Linked DNA regions of Sus scrofa: region 2 is linked to region 1. A link is a contact called in public Hi-C data. All regions are on one chromosome and are shown on one strand. The core of a region is the stretch at or near the end of the contact, and the rest is flanking DNA. Distances in the headings are between cores, read along the strand shown. Region 1 overlaps CTBP2 (C-terminal-binding protein 2). Region 2 has its middle 46 kb from the start of CTBP2.

Region 1 (4,587 bases), core at 695-3,194:
CCGCTCTGACTCACACACACCCATAAATCTGGGGCGTTAAAAAGCTCTATCAAAAACGGGGCCCTCCAGGAAGCACGCGGCCTTTGAGGCCTCCTGCTGCAGGGTGACGCACCGATACACAGGCCCTCCTGCTTTCTGATCTTAGACGAGGTCCTTGAACCGCAACTATGAAAGGTGAGCTCTCCGATTCAGAGCAGAAAGGACGCAGGGACCATGAAAGGGAGCCCGCACAGAGCTTCAGTTTCCTGCGAAACGTGAAAGGACAGAGGGGAGCTGACCTACCAGCCACCCTGCCAGGAGCCCAAAAGTCAGAAAAGGCCCTGGAGCGTAACTGTGGATGCAAGTGTACACACACACGTCCACACACACACACACACACACACGTCCACACACACACACACACACACACGTCCACACATGCTCCTGTGGCTTTCGGTGGTTTCTTGGAACCACGGCATTTCTGGAACATTCCAAGATTTGACAAGTTGACAAATCCAAACTGCTGGCCTCACAGATAGAGAGCCGGAGGGAGACTCAACCCCACCAGGTCCCTCTTAGCCCAGCTTTCTGCTCATTCCTACAACTCCCAGGTCAACCCAGCTGCTCTGCAGAGGTGTTAGTTATTGGGAAAAATCTGGAGCCAGCTCAAGGCACACCAGCCAGGTTGGAAAGGTGCTGCCACACTGCAGCGAGGCGCACCCCCAGCCCTGAACCCTGTCAACACGCCCGCCTCCTCCTGGGGAGCCCCCAGACCGGAAGCCAGGAACAGCCAAGGGAAGGATCAATAAAATAAAGAAAAAACTAAACTTATTAAAAAAAAAAAAAAAGAAGAAAAAAAAGTCCAGTTAGAAAGGTAGGCGGCCCTTGACACGGCTCCTCTGAAGAGGGGGACCGGTGACTCCTGCTGTCTGGTCCTGAAAGGCTGCCATGGTTTTTACAAGTGTCACTTGAAGGGCCACGGCTCCCCGAGAGCTTCGTGTGAGGCGGGCACTGCTCTAGGAGCTTTCTGAGCATGAACTCACCAACCTGTACACAGCTGGCCTGAGAACACATTCTGCTGTGCCGCATTCAATAACTAAGCCGTCTACACTGCAGAGAGCACACCCAGCACAGTCACCCATCTGAGTCACCACACCTGCTCTGGGCGAGGCTCTGGGCGAGTCCTCAGCATCCCAGGTGCTCCCCGGACAAAGGTGCTCCCCCCACGCCGGGGATTTCAGAAGGCTGAGCCTAGAGAATGCCCACGTCCTTTCGGATGGAGTCACAACCCAGCGCCCCTCTGGGAATGTGCTGGTCCCCAAGCTATACGCTGTTTTATGCAGAAAGGCCAAGATACTGACACCATCGTCCTGACTCCAGAAAAGACCCAGCCTCCGGGCAGACGATGCTCTGGTCTCTCGGACGAGGGATGGAGAGGCCACAGAAACATCCACGGGCCTGGGTCCTTCGGCGAGATCACTCCCAACCCCCACACAGGCGCTGAGAGGTGGTACCTACTGGGGTCCCATCTCCCAGGCACACGTGGCCCCCCAAGTCTGATGAGCTGTGACAGCGGCACGGATCCACATGCAGCGCCCGCAGTTCTGGAAGGGTCCCTCGGGGAGCTGTCGGGTCCTTCACGGCACTCTTGGTGTGTGAGTCTCCACTCTAGCTTTTCGTGGAAGCTGAGGCTTCCCCGCTGTGCATCCATCCGGCCCTGGGAAACGGGGTGGGCTCAGCCCCTTACTACGCCGGGGACAGACAAGGGGACAGACGAGAGACGAGCCCGAGCTCAAACAGCAGGCAGAGCGCTCTTCTTCTCAGACGGACTCAGCAAGGGTTAAAGGGAGGTTCAGAAACAAAACTTATGAAAATGGCCCCAATACAATTTGATGAGGTCAGCGAGTAGAGCAGCCTAAAGACACTTGTAAGAAAAAACATCTGTCGGGGTCGAAAGGTCGGCAGGAAGTGAGTGGGACTGGGGCGGCTCGGATTGGCCAGCCCAGCACTCCTAGAAAGAGAGAGGCACATGGCTTAACTTAGCCCAGAGAACAACAAAAACCCCCTTTCAATTGTCCTCTGACCAGCCCAGCCCCCGCCCCTGCTAAACAAGGGGCCGAGCCCCCAGCTATGACATCCAACCAGGGCCCCGCCTGGCAGTTGGCGCTTTGTTGGCTCGCTGATGGGTGACCAAGGCTGAAATATTCCTGAAGGAGCAGCAATCTCTAGGGAAGGGGGTGCTTACAACATCTCCAGCTTGACTCTTTGGTTGGAAAACAGCGTGGGTCAGTTGAATGGCCCATGTTTCAATAAATCCATCATCGCAAAAACCAAAACAAGAGGTTTCTTTGGAAAAACAGGAAGTCTTGGTACATAACATGGCTTAAAATAGGGCCAAGTTCATTTGTGGACAAAACCCCGGCCCCCAAAGCCTCTCGGCCAGCTCTGTCCAGTTCCAACGTACCCTCTAACCCTCCTCAGGACCCCCTCCTGTTCCCTCGGGTGACAGGCTGGCCTGGCCTTTGTTCCTCTGACACAGGGCACCGGCTGGGCTGGCCGGCCAGCCAGCCCGCTTCCTGTCCACAAGACCCAGGAGGAGCCGGCCTCCAGCTGGCTGGTGCAGAAACCAGGCCTGGGGCTTTTCATGAACTGGGTCCTGTTTCAGGCTTCTCACTGGACTCTCATAAAAAGCGGACGCCTTCCGGGAGCAGAGTTCTGTTTGTCGGTTACAATGACAGAGCTGGGTTACATAGAAGCTTTACAGTGGGACAAAAACTCCCCGGCTAGGACCTGACCTGAATCCCTGCACAGCAGGCAGAGGGCGTCCGGCTTCATCCACGTCTGAAAGATGGAGCCTCTTTCCTTCCAGACCAGGCAGGAGAGAAGCCAGAATTCACAGCTTCCACGCTTCCCAAAGACGCCCACTTTAAAGATCACAGGCAAGAGAAAACCTGCAAAACGTACTACAAGTTCGTCAATGGACAAAGGTATCCTCGTGCACGTCTGTGTCTGGGAGGCGCCTTGTGTGTGCATGTGCCAGCCTTCGCCAACTACAGCCAGTGCCACTCCCTTCCCACAAACCACCAAGCCCCAGACGGACGGTGCGCACACAGCATGGCGTGAGCTGTATCCTAATTTCACCCGTGTTAAAAGGTGAAGCCACACAGTGTACACAGAAAGATCACAGAATCAAGTCAGCCAGGTTCTTCGAGCATCGCCCGCCACCACCAAACTCCGCTTCCCAGGGCCTGTTGCTCTTCCAGGACCTGCAGAGCATCCCGTTACCCCCAGGGAAGGTAGACAAGTTTCTGCACATTACAGCCACCTGGAAACTACCTGCTGTGTTGCACTAAGTGACTTTTTCTACACCCAGGCTTAAGGAGAAAATGCTAGTAGTTGTTTCGGGATTCTGGCGGGGTTTGCTGCTTTCCGGAGAAGAAACGCAGCTGCTGCTCCATCAAGAGCAAGACCCACGGGCGTTCCCTGGGGGTCTAGGGGAGGACTCGCTTTCGCCGCTGCAGCCCGGGCTCCATCCTTGGTCTGGGACCTGAGGTCCCCACCAAGACTGCCCACTGCAGCCAGCAAGAAACATGCAATTTCATGTCAGAAATGAGAATTTAAAACTCAGTCTCGGGTATGTGGACAACTGTGGGGGGAAGCACAATACATGACTTTAAAAAACAAGGTGATGTAGATGAAATTTAGGTTGGACCCAAGACCTGCCACCCTCCACCCACCCAAACTCCCAGAGTCCTGGACCTCAGGGAGGGCTGTGGCCGGAGGCGGGCGTGCAGGGCCAGCGGGCCGCCCCAAGGACACCAGTGCTGGAGTGGACCCAGCCAGGAGCCCATCTTGCTGATCTCCTGCCCTCCCCCACCAGCTGGGCAGAAGCTTCCAGGGATCAGAGAATTGGCCAGCCCCTGGGCTTGCTCCTCTGGAGCCCAAGAGCTGCAGAACCAGGAAAGGGGACACCTGGGAGCCCAAGTCAGGTCTCACTTTTGCTGCTCTCCTGGGAGAGACACTTTGGATGAAGTGGGGTTCAGGATCTAAACAGGTGCTCCCAGGACTCACGAGTGAGCCACAAGGCTGTCACCCTCTGAACGTGCTCCCCTGCCTTGCACGCCCCCCCCCCCGCCTTGGGTGCCCCTCACCAGGGGCCAAAGGCCAGGAAGCCCCTTCCCCGAAGCGGAAGAGCTGCTGTACCGTGGCCACAGCAAGCCACTTACTGAAGTCCCACTTCTGAAGAGGGAACAGTATGGAAAGCTTGAGCATATGTGACAGCACGCCGCTGAGGCACACAAGCACGCCACGCCGACGTTTATTTTAAGGCCTCGTGTGCTATTTTCACATCCCCCGAAACCTCGCCAAGGGGATCCGCAAAGGAAACAGATTCGCTGGGGCCACTGCGGGCTCCCGCTTTGACACAAGGGACCAGCACCCATGTCCAGCACCTCCCCCGAGACAGAGGTCATGAAAGAAGGCATTCCAAATTATTCAAGTTCAAGTACTTGTATCTTTTTCTTCCCCCCACCCCAAACTGAAAAGGTCACAAGGGGCTTTTAAATGGGAATGCAATTTTCTTATCCTCTACCCCTGGCCGTGATATTC
Region 2 (4,587 bases), core at 817-3,316, 140 kb after region 1:
AACTAGAGACTCTCATACTAAGTGAAGTAAGTCAGAAAGAGAGAGACAAATACCATATATCACGTATATCTGGAATCTAATATATGGCACGAACGAACCTTTCCACAGAAAAGAAAATCATGGACTTGGAGAACAGACTTGTGGTTGCCAAGGGGGAGGAGGAGGGAGTGGGAGGGACTGGGAATTTGGGGTTAATAGATGCAGACTATTGCCTTTGGAATGGATTAGCAATGAGATCCTGCTGTATAGCTCTGGGAACTGTATCTAGTCACTTATGATGGAGCCTGATAACATGAGAAAAAGGAATGCATACGTGTATGTGTGACTGGGTCACCCTGCTGTACAGTAGGAAAGTGGCAGAACACTGTAAACCAGCTATAATGGAAAAAAATTAAAATCGCTAAATTAAAATAAGTAAATTACTCTTGTTTTGCTTAATCTATTTTTATTTCTTGCTTATTTTTTGGGGGGGGGTCTATTTATAGACCCTGTTCTGGGGATGAACCCCTCCCTCTTTTTGTTTTTGGTAAAACCCCCAAATGATCTTCTTCTTTCCTTTCTCTTTCCTTTTGATATTTTTGCTAACCTGATGGGTCTGGCTGTATTGCCTCAGAACCTGGTGAAGTTTGAAAAGGAACACACACAGACAAATCTCTCTTCGGGATGAGCATCTTAAATAAATTTGCTACTAAGGAAATTAAGATCCCCACGGACGCGACTGTCTCTGCCTTTTGCTTTCGTCTCAGCGCTCCACTCACGAGACAAAGTCATCATTGCGGAGTTCCCGTGGTGGCGCAGTGGTTAACGAATCCGACTAGGAACCATGAGGTTGCGGGTTCGGTCCCTGTCCTTTCTCCGTGGGTGAACGATCCGGCGTTGCCGAGCTGTGGTGTAGGTTGAAGTCATCATTGCCAGTCACTGCTCTGGATCCGAGGAACCATCAAGTGTGGGCTCTTCTTTGGCTCATTCTTCAAAATTCCGAAGAAAAGGAGCCCCACCTGCCACCCCGCCCCGTCCACCCCCCCTCCCCCCGCTCCTCCCCAGCAATAGACCTTAGAGCTCATTAATTCATTAATTCCTCGTGCTGAGAAAGCACAGAGAACTCTGGTTTCTGGACACGCGGTCCTCCCTGACGTGGGAGAAGCCAGCCTTCCTCCTCCTCTCTGGGGAGGTGAAAGGAAATTGGATTCTGAGTGTCTGGGTTGGCGGCACTTGTTCGCTTTCTGTCTTGTCCTCAAACCACGGGATGAGAGCGTCTCTGCCTGTCCCTGCGGCCACAGCAGGGCAGTTGCTCTGTTAGACGGTACATGCCTGCAGGATGCATTCATTCACTAAATGGCTACTGAGCACTCACTAGGTGCTGGGTGCTGCCATAGGCTCCAGGGAGAAGTGACGAATGAAGGTCAACTGGCTCTTGGCTTCAAGGAATGGGACACACATGTGGGTCACTCGGGTCTCTCGGGGGAGGGGGCGTATCCATTGCTAACCACACGCATTATAATATTTTGGGAGGTGGAAGCAATTCTACAGGACCACGTGGGCCCAAGTCAAGGGCCCAGGTTCTGAATTCAGCTCTGGGAGTGAGTGGGTCCCTCCTTTGTAAAATGGGGACCATGCCAGCTGCTCTCTGGGGCACACACCAGCGGAGGCAGTTTCATGAAGACTCTGCCCTTTACCCACCCCTCCCACTGCACTCGGAAGACATCTGCATTCCTGGAGGGGATCCACTGCGTGGGTTTCGGGCAGGCCAAGGGGGCCCCTGGGCTCGGGCTCAGAGCCCCAGCTCAGCAGGAGCACGGCCGGGGACCTATCTGCTTGGGGCAGAGCTCAGCCAGGCCCAGGAAGAACAGCCAGGCATCGGCAGGCTACCCATCACAGCCACCTCTGGAAGCCTCAGCATCTACAGGGCCGTCCCCGCAAGGCTCCCCTATCCTCAGGCCTGGGGGCGGGGAGGGGGACCAGGCTTGGGTGTCATCGACCTCCGGCCAGAGGGAAAAAGGGAGGGAGGTGCTCCCGGCCACACGGAGACTGGAGCCAGATCTAAGATTAGAACGGGTAGGTTTCTGACTCCGAGGTACACAGCCAAGCCCCAAAGGCATGCTGATTCTTGGCAAAGCCCTTTCCACATTCCTCTAACTCTGATCCCCCCCTAGTTTGTCTCTGGAAATATTGTAGCTGTCATAATCTTTGTTCTAATAAAATACTCATCTGACGATCTATTAGTAAGGCATATTGTTGACAGGAAATGTGCATTTGCCATATTTCCCATTATATTGTCTATTTCCTGCCTCATTTTTCTTGGGAGGGCAGGAGTCACGGGAGATAATAGCATATTGACAGAAAGAGAAAGCAAGGCAAAGAGATCGTTGAAAGTGGGGGGAATTGAGCTCTATTTGGCTGCAAAGCTTTCCAGCAGGATCTCCACCCTCATTTCCTGCTCAAAAAACGGCAGCCTCTGCTCCTTCCTCCTCCACCTCGCAAACCAATCATCTCCTGGTCCTGGAGGCTGACTCCCTCGGCATCTTTATTTTTATTTTTTTTCTTTTTAGGGCTGCCCCTGGGCATAGGGAAGTTCCGAGGCCAGGGACTGAATAGGAGCCGCAGCTGCCAGCCTACACCGGAGACACAGCCATGCCAGATCCGAGCCACAGCTGGCAACAATGCTGGATCCTTAACCCACTGCACAAGGCCAGGGATCGAACCCGCAGCCTCATGGATACGAGTCAGGTTCTTAACCCACCGAGCCACAGTGGGAACTCCTCCCTGAGCATCTGATGGAGGCCCAGCCTCCTGTTTTGGGGGGCTGGGGTCGGGGGAAACGCTTTAAGAATCCAGAAGAGGATGTGAAATGAACTCTTTCCCTTGCATCACCCTCAAAAGGGCTTCCTGGGGGCTGGTGGCACATGGAACCAGAAAGAACTTTGTTTTCTAGAAACTTCTTGCCTACACCCTTTTCTCTTTTGCTTATCAAATTGCAAAGAGTGCATCACCAGGAAAAGACCCCACTTACTGCAAAGGCCAGTGCGATGCCTGGAAACTGCTCTGCGGGGCCCTTCTGGAGGCCCCAGCCCTGTGGGTGGATGGCTGGGGTTGGGTGTTCCTTTTCAGGGACCCTGCTGATGGTTCCAGCCATACTGCGCACGTAAGTGTGAGGCTCTGGTTCTGCAGGGTTCTGGACCTTGCCAGCTGTGGGTCCCCTGGTCCTCGGATTTAGTGGCTTCAGCAGCCAGGAACAGGGAGGGCGGGCCTGACTCTGGCTTCCTAAGCCTGTGCCCTTCCTCTCCGGCCCCTCCCTACTTCCCACTGCTTTTGACCCACAGCTGGGAACCGGGAGAGAGCGAGAGAAGGAAGTAAATCTAGGGTGACCAATGGGTCCCGTTTGCCTGGGTCTGTCCCAGGGGTGCAGAAACAGGACTGGGAGGCAAGAAATACAGCTACTGATGTACGTTATGGGAACTCGATTTAGGCACAAGGGACTGTGTGCCGGCTCAGGTAACCCAAAGCGGAGGTATCTTGCCTTTTTCAGGCAGGGCTGGCTGGGTGGGGACAGACAGCGGCCCGCAGCTCCAGGCTTGCAATTCCTGTGAGCACAGCGCCCCCTGTGGAAGGAGACCCTTAATTTCCTAACTTCACTTCCAGGCCTGGCCAGGCTTCTGGAACTGTCTCCCTGCCTGACTGCTCAGGCCCGGGTCCTGCATCCTGCTCTACGCAGATGGGAGGGGGTGATTCCCCAGGGACTGCTGGGTGGGTCCAGGGGACCCAGCTCATCTGTCAGGACCCTGCCTTCCCCAGGTCCTACTCAGGCTGGGCGAACCCCTCTGTACCCTCCTGGCACCCCGTGTCCCTTCTAACCATTTCCCCAGGGAATGTAATTGTTTCTCCCGCCCTGTGAGCCCTGGAGAGCCCGTGATGGGCCTTTCACTTCTCTCTCCTCCCGGGAGGGTCTGAGCTCTGAGTAGGAGGGTTGTTTGCAGCAAATGCCACGTGTCTTTGTATATTTATGTGTTTACTTTTTTTTTTTCCTGTCTTTTTAGGGCTGCACCTGCGGCATATGGAGGTTCCCCGGCTAAGGGTCGAACTTTGGCTGAAGCTGCCGGCTTACGCCACAGCCACAGCCAGAGCAACGCTGGATCCAAGCTGCACCTGCGACCTATACCACAGCTCATGGCAACACTGTATCTTTAGCCCACTGAGCGAGGCCAGGGATTGAATCTGCATGGATGGTAGTTGGGTTCGTTACTGCTGAGCGTTTATGTTTTTTCCTTCCAAAGCTGTCACTTGAAGTTGTAAATCTTGCTTTTAGGGAGTGCCACCAACTTGAGAACTCTATGGGGGTGACAGAGAAGGAAACAGAGGGATGGACTCTTCTCATGGTGCTGGGTTAGGGCTAGGGATGCAGGGGTGAGAAGGATGCCTGATCCTGCCTGCGAACCTGTGACATGTACACACCTGGACCCAAACTGGGTGCTCTGGAGCTCTCGTCTGGCTCCAGTTCCCAGGTGACCGCCCGCTGAGGTCTCAGTAGGTGTCTACCGGCCCTACCAGCTGTTCTTTTTGAGCAGGTCACACATCTGTTGTCATTTTTCT

What was found. A called contact is a pair of places that touch in the nucleus more often than the background predicts.
Region 2: a Hi-C map of skeletal muscle shows a contact between it and region 1, with 2.7 times the contacts expected there. The contact joins two enhancer-like sites. A contact is called at or near these places in 8 of 47 Hi-C or Micro-C datasets (embryonic fibroblasts, fetal heart ventricle, heart right ventricle and 4 more) and 2 of 2 datasets of contacts at active chromatin or transcription factors (alveolar macrophages and skeletal muscle).

What each region holds. Positions count from the first base shown.
Region 1 is chr14:134,387,872-134,392,458 of Sscrofa11.1, forward strand. The region is part of intron 2 of CTBP2 (C-terminal-binding protein 2); the gene reads right to left. Among named protein-coding and RNA genes, the nearest start is that of CTBP2, 99 kb to the right of the region's middle. Within about 2 kb of position 1,945, at least 35 of the 83 cell types and tissues checked have an H3K27ac peak or open chromatin away from gene starts, as enhancers often do. A contact at or near this core is called in skeletal muscle, where this site is marked.
Region 2 is chr14:134,532,690-134,537,276 of Sscrofa11.1, forward strand. No RefSeq gene overlaps it. Among named protein-coding and RNA genes, the nearest start is that of CTBP2, 46 kb to the left of the region's middle. Within about 2 kb of position 2,067, at least 14 of the 83 cell types and tissues checked have an H3K27ac peak or open chromatin away from gene starts, as enhancers often do. A contact at or near this core is called in skeletal muscle, where this site is marked.